Regions from separate parts of the Mus musculus genome. Here all the other regions are linked to region 1. The links are chromatin contacts, called in public Hi-C maps. All regions are on one chromosome and are shown on one strand. Each heading gives the region's core, a stretch centred on a gene start, on an enhancer-like site or on the middle of the called end of the contact. The rest is flanking DNA. Distances are from core to core; before and after follow the strand shown.

What was found. A called contact is a pair of places that touch in the nucleus more often than the background predicts.
Region 2: a contact with region 1 is called in a Hi-C map of cortical neurons. The contact joins the promoter of Rock2 here to the enhancer-like site in region 1. A contact is called at or near these places in 2 of 39 promoter capture datasets (cranial neural crest and hippocampal neurons), 2 of 484 Hi-C or Micro-C datasets (cortical neurons and muscle stem cells) and 1 of 115 datasets of contacts at active chromatin or transcription factors (pancreatic cancer cells).
Region 3: a contact with region 1 is called in a Hi-C map of cortical neurons. The contact joins two enhancer-like sites. A contact is called at or near these places in 2 of 484 Hi-C or Micro-C datasets (both in cortical neurons).

The regions. Positions count from the first base shown.
Region 1 is chr12:17,229,436-17,233,919 of GRCm38.p6, reverse strand. It overlaps the pseudogene Gm10054. Among named protein-coding and RNA genes, the nearest start is that of Gm36568, 3.6 kb to the right of the region's middle. Within about 2 kb of position 2,774, at least 17 of the 459 cell types and tissues checked have an H3K27ac peak or open chromatin away from gene starts, as enhancers often do. A contact at or near this core is called in cortical neurons and muscle stem cells, where this site is marked.
Region 2 is chr12:16,892,925-16,897,329 of GRCm38.p6, reverse strand. It overlaps Rock2 (Rho-associated coiled-coil containing protein kinase 2), which reads right to left and starts at 2,352. Exons shown (of 33, transcript NM_009072.2): 1 at 2,000-2,352. The coding sequence starts at 2,140.
Region 3 is chr12:16,843,485-16,847,946 of GRCm38.p6, reverse strand. Gm36495 (a long non-coding RNA gene) reads left to right here. Exons shown (of 2, transcript XR_381304.3): 2 at 2,766-3,042. Among named protein-coding and RNA genes, the nearest start is that of Gm36495, 5.2 kb to the left of the region's middle. Within about 2 kb of position 2,591, at least 36 of the 459 cell types and tissues checked have an H3K27ac peak or open chromatin away from gene starts, as enhancers often do. A contact at or near this core is called in cortical neurons, where this site is marked.

The sequences.
Region 1 (4,484 bases), core at 1,525-4,024:
AGCAACCAGATCTTCATCATTTTCCTCAATGAAGTTCAGGCAGCCATCATTGGGCAGGAACGCTGTGATCTTCTTGCCGTTCTTAATGAGCTGCACCCTGACGCACTTCCTGATGGCAGAATTTGGCTGTTTGGCCTCAACCCCTACTTTTTCCAGCACAATTCCCTTTGCATGAGAGGCACCCCAAACGGATTGGCCTTCAGGGCTGTGCCCAAGTGGGCTTTCTTGTACTGTTTGTCATGCCACTTCTGATCCCGTCGGTGACTGCGGAGCTTCCGGGCAGTTCGGAGACCACGACACTTGCCCATCTTGCCGGCGCCACGGGCCCCGATTTTTATGCATTATCATTTTCCCAGTATTTTATCTTTATTTTGAGTATATAATTTACAATTAATTATTTAATAACTACAATAATTATTATATTAATAATATGATTATAACATCTCTCTCTTTCTCTCACTTCCTTCCTCTAAATGCTTACATATTAACCTTCCTTGCTTGCCATCAAATTCATGGTCTTTTTTTCATGGATTTTTGCATGCACATATATGTCTATACAGATGTATTCTTAAATATAACCTGTTCTGCATCTATAATGTTGTTTGGATGTGTTTTCAGGACTGAGAGTTTGGCATTGATTAACCTGTTTTCAGTTTTGAGGTAGAGCCTCATACTGAACCCCAGGTTGGGTTTCTAGTCACTCTCTTCCTGCACTAGACTCCTAAGGCTGGGCTTACAAGTGGACAGTCCCACACCTGGCTTCATCTTCTTGGCTACATGTGGTCTTCCAACACATCTGCTTCCCCAGTGAATAATGTCCACAGGCTCTCTTGGTTTGGGAGCTATCCTCTTTGGAACTCTGGTTGCTTTGACCTGTGAGCTCAGGCTCTGTAAGGATGTCGGCTATTCTATGTAAGGGCAGCTCAGGTTGGTAGGAAGAGTCCAGGGTGGGGCCTTTGCTGGTCAGAGAGTGCTATAGAGAGGGCACCCAGATGAGACTGGACTAGGGGGGCCTTTCCTGTGTGCCATCTTCCTGCATGATGCCTGCTCTGATAAAGGCTGTTCCACTGACCCCCTCAGGGAAGAGAAAACTTGGGACAGCCATCCTTTCAGAATTCAGTACACCTTGGGGTATGTGTGTGTGTGTGTGTGTGTGTGTGTGTGTCAGGGGGGTGTCTCTGTCATCACCTGTTTTTGTTGGATCCCAGAAAGGTCCCTGCTTTTATTTGCTATTATTTCAGATTCTAGACGCAGCAGCCTGACTGAACAAAGGCTCATAGAAGCAAGAGACAGGAATTAAGAGACTCCTTTTCCCTTGGGCAGGAGAGGTGGCTCAGTGGTTAAAATCATTCCTTGCTCTTCTAGAGAACCTGGGTTTGATTCCTAGTGCCTAAACGCTGGCTATCAAATGTCTTTAACTACAGATCCGTATGATCTAGTGCCCTCTTCCAGCCTCTGTGGCCTGTACATGAGCATGCAGCCAAAACACCCACACACATAAAATAAAAATAAATGAGGAAGTCAGGTGTGGTGGTGCACGCCTTTAATCCCAGCACTCAGGAGGCAGAGGATTTCTGAGTTCGAGGCCAGCCTGGTCTATAAAGTGAGTTCCAGGACAGCCAGAGCTATACAGAGAAACCCTGTCTCGAAAACCAAAGAGAGAGAGAGAGAGAGAGAGAGAGAGGGCACTCCTCTGCCCCTCTTTGCTGTTTCTCATTGGTTATCCTTTAGGCTGTAGCATCCTAGTCCGTTACCCCAACATCAGAGTTGAAACCACCATCAGCCTTCATCATAACACACCTTGGTGCTGCTCTCTGGTCATTTACGTAGTTTTATTTTCCAGACTCCCCAGCACAGATTTGATGGTTCTCCCCCAAGATTTTCAGAAAGAACAGTTGGTGGACTGTTTAACGGAAACACCAGTGGATTGTCTGAATTCTCTGCCTGCAGAGACCTTACTTTGATGTTTCTGTCAGCTGTGGCTGCTGTGGCTGTTACTTAATGCTTATTGTGTTTTCTATATGTGAAAGACCCAACTTAAATCAGTTTTAATCTTCCGTGTGTGTGTGTGTGTGTGTGTGTGTGTGTGTGTGCGCGTGCGCGCGCGCGCGCGCCAGAGGTCCTCAGGATATCATAGTCTCCTACTGGCCTGGTGCTCAGAGGTTAAGTTAGGCAGTTTGGCAAGCAGACCCCAGGGATCTGCCTGTCTTCGCTTCCCTGGGTCGGATTACAATGTGTGCCACCACACCAAATTTAAGTCCTCAGGCTTGGATGGCAGCACTTTAACTGAGCCACATTCCTAGTCCCACCCCATTCTGGTCACGCCTTTGGTCTGAGCCCCTGTCCAGTGTTAGGAGTGTTCTGGGCTGTGGGAACGGGCTAGCTTTGTCTTCTTGGCTGCCTGAGACACAGCTTCGGATGCCACCGGAGGCAGCCTCTGCTTCACTCTTGCTGTTTGTTTTGGTCCTAGGGTTTCTCTTCCCTTAAAATTTCTCATGTTGCTTCAAGGGGGTGACTGCCTGCACCCTTCAGTGTGCTTCCCCTAACTCACACGCTACCTTGTGGATGGTCCAGGACGGTGCTTTTATGCTGCCAGCTCCTGCGTGCTATTGAATCAAACTCTGCTTCCATTTACCTTGTTCTGTGGTGGATCCTGGGATCCAGCTACTCTCTATGGGCATTCCAGCCTCAGTCAAGAAGGGAATTTGTTAATTGTGGGACTGAGACACAATGCTGCTCTAATGTAGGAGCACTTGTGCCAGCTCAATTATTCATGCTCCTTGCGACTATTTTTAAAAGTATAGTCTGTAGGCAGTGAGTAATTATACACCGGTAGATGTTTCAAGTCTTTAAAAAAATGTCTTATTTTCTAATTCTAGGTATCTGGTTAGGGTAATGGGCATTTTTATTCAGATGCAATGAAAAAGCCAAGTATTTGCACAAAAAATTAAATATGGTATTGAAGTCATAGCTGTTCCAGCTTGTAATTACAGGCTATGATAGCATCCGCAGTATCCCTCCTGCTAAAGTCTGAGTCACTGCTGCCGCCCTGACCCTGGGGTAGAGCCAGCAGAAGAAGAGGGCAGTGAGGATTTGTGGCTAAAGAGCTTGGTTCGTGTCCTGGCCATGTTCATTACCACAGGCCTTGCCAACCAAGGCTTGCAACCTTCTGGTGCATACTTCCCTCCAGTGCAAGTCTGACTGGAGCATCCTCTCCGTCCCCCCCTCTGCCTCCCCTTCCTCTTCCCACTTCCTTTCCTTTTGATGTATGAGAGAGGCATCAAGAGCAACAGAGTCAGAGGACTAGTGGGAAGTGTCCTAGTGTCAGAGGACAGCGGGGGGTTCTTCTAACCATGGGCTCCATATAACCAAACAGCACATGAAGAATAATGGCTGGTGTCATTGGGAATGTCCTGAAAGGACAGAGACCCATGGCCACCCATGGTCCAGGCCTGTGAGCCTCAGGCCTTTCCCAGCCCTCTGGCCCACTTCCACTGTCAGGAGTTTATTTCTCTTTATCTCTTTAAAAAAAATCTCTCTGTGTGTGTGTGTGCGCGCATATATACATTTCATACAAATGTGTGTGTAGTATTTCTCTTTCTTAGTTAGCCTTTAAGATCCATCATTATCCATGTGTCCTTAGTCCAGAGCTTTTTTTCTGGTACACAAGAACCTTGACATTTCAGTGGGTGCCCTCCAGGCTCTGGTCCATGTCTGTAATCCTCCCTCCCTCCCTCCCTCCCTCCCTCCCTCCCTCCCTCCCTCCCTCCCTCCCTCCCTCCCTCCCTCCCTTCCTTCTTTCCTTCCTTCCTTCCTTCCTTCCTTCCTTCCTTCCTTTGTTCCATACCTTCCTTTAAAATATTTATTTTTATTTATGTGTATGTGTTTGTCTATATATGCTCTCTCTCTGTCTCTCTCTGTTTCTCTGTGTCTCTGTCTCTGTCTGTCTCTGTCTGTCTGTGTGTGTGTGTGTGTGTGTGTGTGTGTGTGTGTGTGTGTGTATGCTCTTGCGCATATAGAAGTTTGAAGTATATTCTGGAAATCAAACTCTGGTCCCCTGGAAGAGCAGTAAATGCTCTTAACCATCAAGCCATATTTACAAACCCACCTTTTGTTTAAGACGAGATCTCACTTTATAGCCTAAGATGGCCTGGTGCTCATTATGTGGCCCAGGCTGTCTTCCAACTTGTGACATCTTTCTGTCTTAGCTCCTCAAGTGCTGGGATCTATTTTGTAGTAGGATTAACAAAATGATGTGTGCTGCTATTGTTTGCTTGATTATAAAGTGGATCGATTAAGATCAGCAAAGCCTGTGTGTTAAATCTGACACCATCAAAACCTTGAGATGCCCTTTCTTACCTAGCTGATCCCATAATATAGAATATAGAATACTCTTTTAAAATAGAAGCAGGGATATTTCTAATATAGGGATTACTGCAGTGGAGGTAGATCAGTGTGAGACAGGACTATGGCAAAGCTTAGCT
Region 2 (4,405 bases), core at 1,103-3,602, 340 kb after region 1:
TTGCTTACTGGCTTGCTTCCCATGGCTTGCTCAGTCTGTTTTCTTAAAGAACCCAGGACCACTAGCGAAAGGATGGCACCACCCATAATGGGCTGAGCCCTCCCGAATCAATCACTAAGTAAGAAAATGCCATAACTCTAGCTTGTGTAGAGTTGACATAAAACCACCCAGCACAAAATTCATTCTAAAACTTCATGATAAAATTTACATAACATGGATATTATTACAACTTTAATGATGTTTTCAACTTTTATGAATGTGCAACAGAGGCATCAGGAACCTCACTCTAAAGGAATAAACGGCATTTTTTGGCTTAGTAACATACGCTGCACTCTAGAATAACACCTGTCCTGATTCTCAATGACATGTAATCAACTAAAAGCAGCAATAAGCCTGCGGTCAAATCAGCATTTGATGTCAACCCTCCTAAGGGTAATATGTCACCTTAACAAATGTGGTGTATGAAGCACTCAATGAAGGAACTGTTACTGGCCACGTGTAATAATTTAGGTAATATTTTAATAAAACAAAATAGTCATGTCACAGGTATAAACAACTTGGTTCCAAGCTCAAAATGACCCTGATAATGATAATTAACATCACTAATAATACAAGAGATGACTGTGAAATGTAAAAACATTTCTATCTGGGATTGAAAATGATCCTGGTGAATACTTGAGATTTACAGAGACTATTTTTAACTGAACTTTCTGGCCTAGGATCAAAGTTTTGCTAGCAAAATACCAAAGTGAAAATCCTGGCAGTGACACCAGAGAAGCTTTGCTTTATCTACAAAAAGGCTATGAACTCCAAGCAATCCTGCTCTGAAGACTTCCAAAATACGTCCCACAAGAACACAGGAACCCACTACCAAACAAAAACACTCCCCCCGCCCCCAAAAGTCAAAATCTCTATATTTACACATCCTATAGAGCGATACCCACACTCTAGTCAGTTCCTGCGCTGTGGCCAAACAGAACTGAGTCACTCTGCAAATGATTCCAGAAACCTCAAAGGATAACCAACGGCCTCAGAAGAAAAGTTAGTCAGTGGAAAGGGAGGAGACAGTTTTTCTCATCACAGAGTCACTAGGCTTCTCCTAGCAGAGCTCAGGTCTGACATGCTTTTTGGCACAGAATGCCTGATCACCCACCCTAAGTCTAGACCTCCAAAGCTAATAGCCGGAGTATCTTTTTTTTTTCCGACTTCTCCTCAGGGTACACGTTCACACCACTTTTTCCCATAAATGCAACTCTAGGTGCACACTAATCAAATTCGTTTGCCAAGCATAATCGCTTCCCTCAACACGACCAGAAGTATACCAGCATTCTACATGGCATTTATTGTAAATCGTGTTCTTTTCTTAACCGAGCTCCAGTTAGCTGCCTTTTCCAAGGCTCTTAATTTGGATTTTGAATGCTATGGGAAAGACAAGATGAAGGGGAGAGATTTATCCCATTCTACAATTCAGACTCATTTCTTGGCTTCAGAGCAACAATCTCCGGAAATTTAATTTACATAAATTCAAATGTACTAAATAGCTACTATGGAATGTCCAAGAGCAACTGAAAGCAGCAAACTTGAGCTAGCTGTGCGTTCCCAGCTTCCTGACGAGCTCTTTGTCGTGTGCCCCCGGTGGTACTCCCAATAGGAAGAGCGTCGGGTTTCTTTCTCCCTGGGTTTTCACCCTAGCTCCCACACTGCGTGACACTTTCAAATTGGGTAGCCCAGTGTAGGAAGCACAGCCAATCCTCCACCTTTCCGCCCCAAACCAACTGGGTAGGCGGGAAGGAGACCAGGGGTGTTTCCTCCCTGCGCGCTCCAAGAACGGGGGCGGCCGAGATGACACTCGCTCGGCAGGGAGGTGGACCCGAGAATCCCAGGTGGGGTCTCCACTCTGGAACCTGGGTCTCCAGCTCCCCGGGCAGCCGGAAGCGGGGCGGGTGGGCCGAGGGGGGACCAGGCAGGGCGGGGAGTTCCCTCCCTAGCCCGCACCTACCAGCAGACTCTCCACGTTGATGGGCGAGCGAGGGTCTCGGATGAGCGCCTCCAGCTTCCTCTGACGGCCGGCGCCCGCCCCGTCCCCCGGCGCGGTCTCGGGGGCGCCGGGCATTTTCCCCGTCGGCGGGGGCCGGCTCATGCCGCTTCGCCGGGCCTAGCGCCGCCCGCGGAACCTCCGCCCCGGCACGCCGCGCGCCGCTGTCTGAGGAGCCGCCCGGCCCGGCCGGGAGCAGCGAGGCACACGGCGTCCCCGCCCCTCAGCCGCACGCGCGCCGCCCGGCCCGTAGCGAGCTCGCCAGGACCCGGCGGGCGGGAGCGGGGAAGGGGCGCCCGCGCCGCACCACCCCGCCCTCGGGGCTCAGGCCGCTAGGGCCGTCGCCCGTCCACCCGCATATCGCCGCCGGCCGCCTCGCGCGCCCACACGCCCGCTCCCCTCACACGCAGTCGGAGCCGCGTCCCTACTCGGCCGCGCGCCGCCGCTACCCACAAGCCCCTCCGCCCGCGGTCGGCTGCGCGCGGCCCGGCCCCGCCCCGCCCACCCCGGCGCGGCCCCGCGGCACGCCCCGCCCCTGGCCTCCGGCCACGCCCCGCCACCGGGCTGAGCAGCCAGGCTTCTTTTCCGTTCCCGCCGCCTGGCTAGTCTCCCTGCCTCGTCGGGCCGGTTCGCGGGACTGGGAGGCGGGACGGATGGCAGCGCGGTGCCCCGTGGTCCCCGTCGTGTGTCCCACGTCGCCGGCCGGACCCAGAGGCCTAGTTGACGTCCGCGCCCCCCGCCCGCTGTGTCCCGCTGACTCAGCGCGCAGCTATGCAAGCCGCGCCGAACTGCTGCGCCCCGGGTCAGCGCCCTTCCCAGGCCTGGTGCGCCTGAGGCCTGCGCCTGGGGCTCCCAGGGGGCGGGGAGGCCGCGCCCCTAGCCCGCGCTAAGAGTGTGGGACTCGTTTGAATCCTGTTGAGTCCCGGAGCTGGGAGGCCTGGAGGAGTTGTTTCTGCCTCCGGGTCATAAATCCTAAACTCTCAGAAACCTTTGTGCCCTTCCCTGACCAAGGTGCCCGCCTGGCCTTAGACCTTAGACACTGGCCAGGCGGAGGGAACAGGAGGCAATAAGGAAGCGCTTCTGCATCCGCGGGGCCCTTGCTTTTGGAGAGTGAAAGAGAGGGGCTGCTTCTCCGCATTCCTGCCCTCTCCTTGCCCCCTAGCCATTGGTCAGATCCTCTCAGGGCGCAATCGGAAAACTATGTGCCAAGAGCTATAAAACTGTTCACAGAGCCCCTTTGACCCAGTAAGGCCATTTAAGGAAGTCCAAGTGTAAGGAAATGATCCGAAAAGAGGAGGACTTTGCGTGGAGATGTTTACAGCAGGGCTATTCAGAATGTTCGCAATGACCAAAACCCTGGGAGTGGACCCAATCTTCCAGCAGCTGAATAATCCAAACAAGCTCTTGTCATATTCACGGGAAGAATCCTACGGGTATTGCAAGCCGGTTGAGACTAGGGAAAATTTACCGGAAGTGAAAAAATGCAAAGGGGATTATGAACACTTTGAAATGAGCAGCTAAACAAGTGAGAGAACACACTTGCTCCTAACTGAATGGGATTTTCCCCCCACTTCTAAAGATGTCAAGTAGGGTGGTGGCCTCATAGGTCTTTAATGCCAGCTCTGGGGAGAGACAGAGGCAGGAGGGTTTGAGGCTAACCTAAGTCTAGAGAATGAGTCCCAGGACAACCAGAGCTACACAGAGAAAACTTGTCTTGAAAACAACAACAAAAAAATGCTAAAAAGCATATTGAATTTTTAAATTTGAAAACTTGTACTTATGGAAGCTAGAGTGTAATGCCCCTGAATAGTGAACTGTAGAGCTCCCTGGGGTGTCAAGGTAAATATGCAGGTAGGCTACAGCCCTGGCCTGGCCAAAATTGCATGCACTTCACCCAGCGCAGGGGTCCAAAAATGTCTGCCCTTCTGGGGAGAAGCCCCTCTGACTTGGATTAAGACAGGAAGAGTCTTTGATGACTGAAGAGAACCCTTTCTCTTGTAGATAATAAAACTGGCCTCTGGGTCAAAAAAAAAAAAAAAAAGTTCTTCAAGCCAGTAGGTAAATTTACTTCTTCATACGTCCACAGACCCAAAGCTAGGAGAGTAGAGCCAGCTAACCACTCTTTCCACCCATGCACTGGAGCATGATAATTAGATAATCATTATTACAGATCTTACAAGTTCTTTTTCCTGGTGATAGTATAATGGGCTTTCAAAAGGAACATTGTGATCTTCCAGTTACAAATTAATTTTGAAATGACTTGGCTATATGTTTTTATGGACTTTGGCGGAGTAGCCATGATCTCAAGCCTTGGAGACCTTGTTTTAAAAGAACAGCAGTACCCTGGTATGGTGATTCACCTCTGTAATC
Region 3 (4,462 bases), core at 1,342-3,841, 390 kb after region 1:
AGTGCCACACAAAACAACAAAACGAAATGAAAAACCTCTAATATGCAGGTGGAGACAAGGTTTCTTCTGCCACCCATGAGAGTGGAGGCTCTACATAGAAATTAAATAAAATTCTAGGAAAAATAGGGCTTCATTTTTTTTCATATGCCAGAGTTGAGCAGCTGAGAGTCCATGGCCACGGCACAGGATGAGGACTAAGGTGACAGGAAGCCACCATGTAAACTCCCTGGTGAAGTTGCTGCCATGGCATGAGTACATGGTAGGTCATTGTTGGATAGCTTCCATTTCCTCTGCACTCTTATCCACAGGCTTATGGCTGTGGGAAGCTGATCTCACCAACTCAATGCATCCAGTTGCTTTTGGCAAATGGAAGGCACCAACAGGAAGTGGGAGGAGTGGGAGGAAGGACCAACGGGAAGTGGGAGGAGTGGGGAGAATGAGAGGAAGGAAGCTGTTCTTGCCCTTCTCCCAACTCTCTCCTAGTGACCCTCTCCTACAGGCAGAACTCTTACTGTGGGTCCAGATCTTGCCCGCTCTTTTGGCTCCTCCTTGTCACGTGGGTGGCAAGGGCTCTTCTCCCTTTCTTCTGGCTGACTCATCACTGTCCCTGCATGGGTTCCCTTGACCCTAGCTACAGTTTTGTAAAGTCCTTTCATCACTCTCTGGGAGGTGATGGTTATGATGGTAGTGTTACTGAGGGAGGTGGTTGTGGTGTGGGTATGATGGCTGTGGTGATGGATGTGGTGTTGAGTCTCCTCTTTATAGAGAGCCATGGCTGCCTGCTGGGATACTCATGATGCAGTCGTTCTTAGTATTACATAGTCTGAAAATCAAGCCTGATTTTCCTTTGGACTCCTATGTAGCCAGAAATTCTTTTCTGAGCCCCAGTTTCATTAGAATTCATTGAATCCCCAAGGCTGTCCAATGTCAGGAGGATATCGTAAAATCGAATGAGTGAAAATATATAACACTTTGGGAAAAGCACACAATACTGACTCCACTACTAGTATTATTAAAAGCAACAACAATAACAGGATCGCCCAGACCCATAGATCCCTCAGGTTCCTCTCTCCTCCCCACAGCAACATCATAGCAGTGACTGAGTCTTTGCTCATTGGAAAGCCACTGTGTTTTTGCTTTTGTTCTTCCCAAAAAGTCCTACACCTCTGTAAGATGAGACTCTTTTCAGATACAGCACAAAATCCTCAGAGCTACTGCTTACCCCACTTTGACAAACGCTACAGGGAGTACAAGTCTGTGCTGAAGTCCCTCCGAGCAGCCCTTGTCCCATCTCTGGGATTACTGTACTGTTTGCAGCACAGGGGACAGTTGAGAACCAGCCTATAACCACATGTGCTCATTGGGCTTTCTAAAAAATTGTTTATTTGATTTTATTTATATAGTTTAAAGATTTATTTGTTTATTTATGCATTTGAGTACAGTGCAGCTGTCTTCAGACCCACCAGAAGAGGGCATCGGATCCCATTATAGATGGTTGTGAACCATTATGTGGTTGCTGGGAACTGAACTCAGGACCTCTGGCAGAGCAGTCAGTGCTCTTAACTGCTGAGCCATCTCTCCAGCTTGATTTATTTTATTTTTAATTTATGTGTATGTCTTACAGTTACCATCACTGTGATGAAACACCATGACCAAAAGCATCTTGGGGAGGAGAGGGTTTATTTGGCTTAGGCTTCCATAAAGCAGTTCATCATCAAAAGTAGGGAGGACAGGAACTTACGTACGGCACAACCTGGAGGCAGGAGCTGATGTGGAGCCATGGAGGAGCGTTGCTTTCCATAGCTTGCTCAGTTTTCTTATAGAACTTGGGATCACTCACAATGGGCTTCACCCTCCCATCAATCACTAATTAAGAGAATGCCTTACAGGCTTACATACAGCCCAATATTATGGAAGGTTGGAAGACTTCTGTGGTGGCACCATTCCTGTGGGATCCTAGCCTGTATAAATAGAGAAAGATGAGCGGAGGAGGGGAGCTGGAGAGATAGCTCAGAGGTTAAGTGCTCTTGGCTGCTCTTCCAGAGGACCGGGGTTCAACTCCCTGCACCCACATGGCAGCTCAAAACTGTAGCTCCAGTTTCAGGGGATCTGACAACCTCACACAGACACATTCCAGCAAAACACCAATGCACATTAAATACATTAATTAATTAATTAATTAATTAATTAAGAAAAGGAACGAGCAGAGGCAGGCATTTATCTCTCTGCTTCCTGTTGTGGATGTGAAGAGCTACTTGAAGATCCTGTTTTATAGATTTCCCTCCAGGATGGACTGTACCTCGGATTGTGAATCAGAAAAAAAAAAATTCTTTCTCCCTTAAGTTGGTTTGTCAGGGTATTTTATCACAGTGGAAGTAAAAAGAAACTAAGATAAACATGTATGGTCTAGTTTAGAAATCTAACCCCTCATTAATGACATACCTACGGGAAAGGCTGGAGCTGTGGCTGACATTTTAAACACGGGCCAACTGCACACTGGGAAATGCCTGAATTGACTCTAATCAGGCCTGTCATATCCGGTAGTGGGGCTGGCTCTTGGAAGCTGTGTGGGGTTTGGAGCAGAGTGAGCAAGGAAAGAACTGTAGGTGGAACAACACTGGGAGAATGCTGGGAACACTCTGGAACTGCTCGGCTGGCTGCGGTGGTCATAAATGACAGCATCCCCAAGGGGAGAACCCCCCGCCCCCCCCGCCCCCCCCCCTCTGTCTGAGCTTCACTTTCTGTCTATCTCACTCTCTTCTCAGGACTCCTGCCACCAGCTTAAGTTATGGGAAAAGGAGCATGAGACTAAGGCCTTCCGGAAGCTTCCAGATTTAAACCAACCCCACAGACATGAGACAAATCTGCCTATAGAGAATTGTATTATAGCCAAATGCCTGTGTATATATTTATCTGTGCCTGAGATTCTCATCTCTTTTTAAAGAAAAAGCCACACACTTGGAGGAAAAAATAAAGTGAAAAAATGTACTATTGACTAACTCTTCAGGATGGTTGCTCAGAATGGATAAAATGATGAGCTGAGTTGGACTTTTTCTTTCTAAAAGCTGCCCATGGTGGCTCGTCAGCCAGCTATATTTGGGGGGTCTAAATCCGGGGCCCCCGCCAACTGAGTTCACATGCTCTTACTGTTTTCCACTTCTATTTATAATTCAGTACACATTCATACACAAAAAAATGCAGGGGACTCTGGACTTAACTTTAAAATGACTAGAATGTTCTGAATGTGTCAGGTTACGGCACGCGGGAGCCTTTTTTGTTGCTTGTGATTAGCCTCATTTACTGGAGAAGGGATTAATCATGGGGGTGGAGTAACAAGATCCTTTGGGAATTTCGAAGTATGCAAACAACCTTTCTTTATTTTCTTTTAAAAATGTCATTCAGGGCTGGGGAGATGGCTCATATGGTAAAGTGCTTGCCATACATTTGTGAAGACCTGAGTTCAGTCCCCAGAAACACATACAAAGATGGGACATGGTGCACACTTGTATTCCCAGCACTGGAGAGAGATAGGAGGATCCCTAGGGTTCACTGGCTAGCCAGGCTAGTCAAGCCAGCAAGTTCCAGACCAGTGAGAAACCCTTTCTCAAAAAACCAAGGTGATTAATCCCAGCACTCGGGAGGCAGAGGCAGGCGGATTTCTGAGTTCGAGGCCAGCCTGGTGTACAAAGTGAGTTCCAGGACAGTCAGGGCTATAAAGAGAAACCCTTGGTTGTTCCAAGGTATGGTTGAAAAGATTTTCCTTGTAGATGTGAGGGAGGTGTAGCCAGAGCCTCCTGTAAGAGTCCAGAGCAGGGAGAGGAAAAAACAGATTAAACATGGCCAGCAGACTGAACTGGGCCATGAGAGGAGTTGGGGGGCAGGTGAAAGAGGAAAAGGTAAGAGAGGGCCAAAAGAGGGGACAGAGAGCAAAGAAAATACATGGCCAAAGGGGCAGCGTTATATAGGAATGAGAAGCTGTGGGACAAGAAGCCCAGGAGCTGGAGTTTAGGAGAGGGGACTGGGTGAGAAGAACTGAGAGCAGAGCTTCAGGTATCGAGTGAGTCTGGGGCCAGCAAACATTGTGGCACACTAATAGGCACCGCAGTGAGCCATTCTGCAGTTTCTTTTGGACCTGACACAGCTGAACAGCAGCACTCATCTCTCTCTGCTTCCTGACTTTGGTCACAACACACACAGTGTGACCCAGGGCTTCATGTTCCTGTCGCCTCCATGCCTTCCCCTGCCTGCCGTGATGGGTCAACTGTACCCTCCAATTATAGGCCAAAATAAACTGTTCCCGGCTCAGGTTGCTTCTGTCTGGGATATTGTAGCATCAGTGAGAAAGATAAGCGATGCAGTGATACGGGATGGAGGCAAGTACACGTCCTGCAGACATTGCCGTGGGAGCTGCAACTTGAAGACGAGTAGAATGTTGACCAGCAAAGTACGGATGGGGATAGCC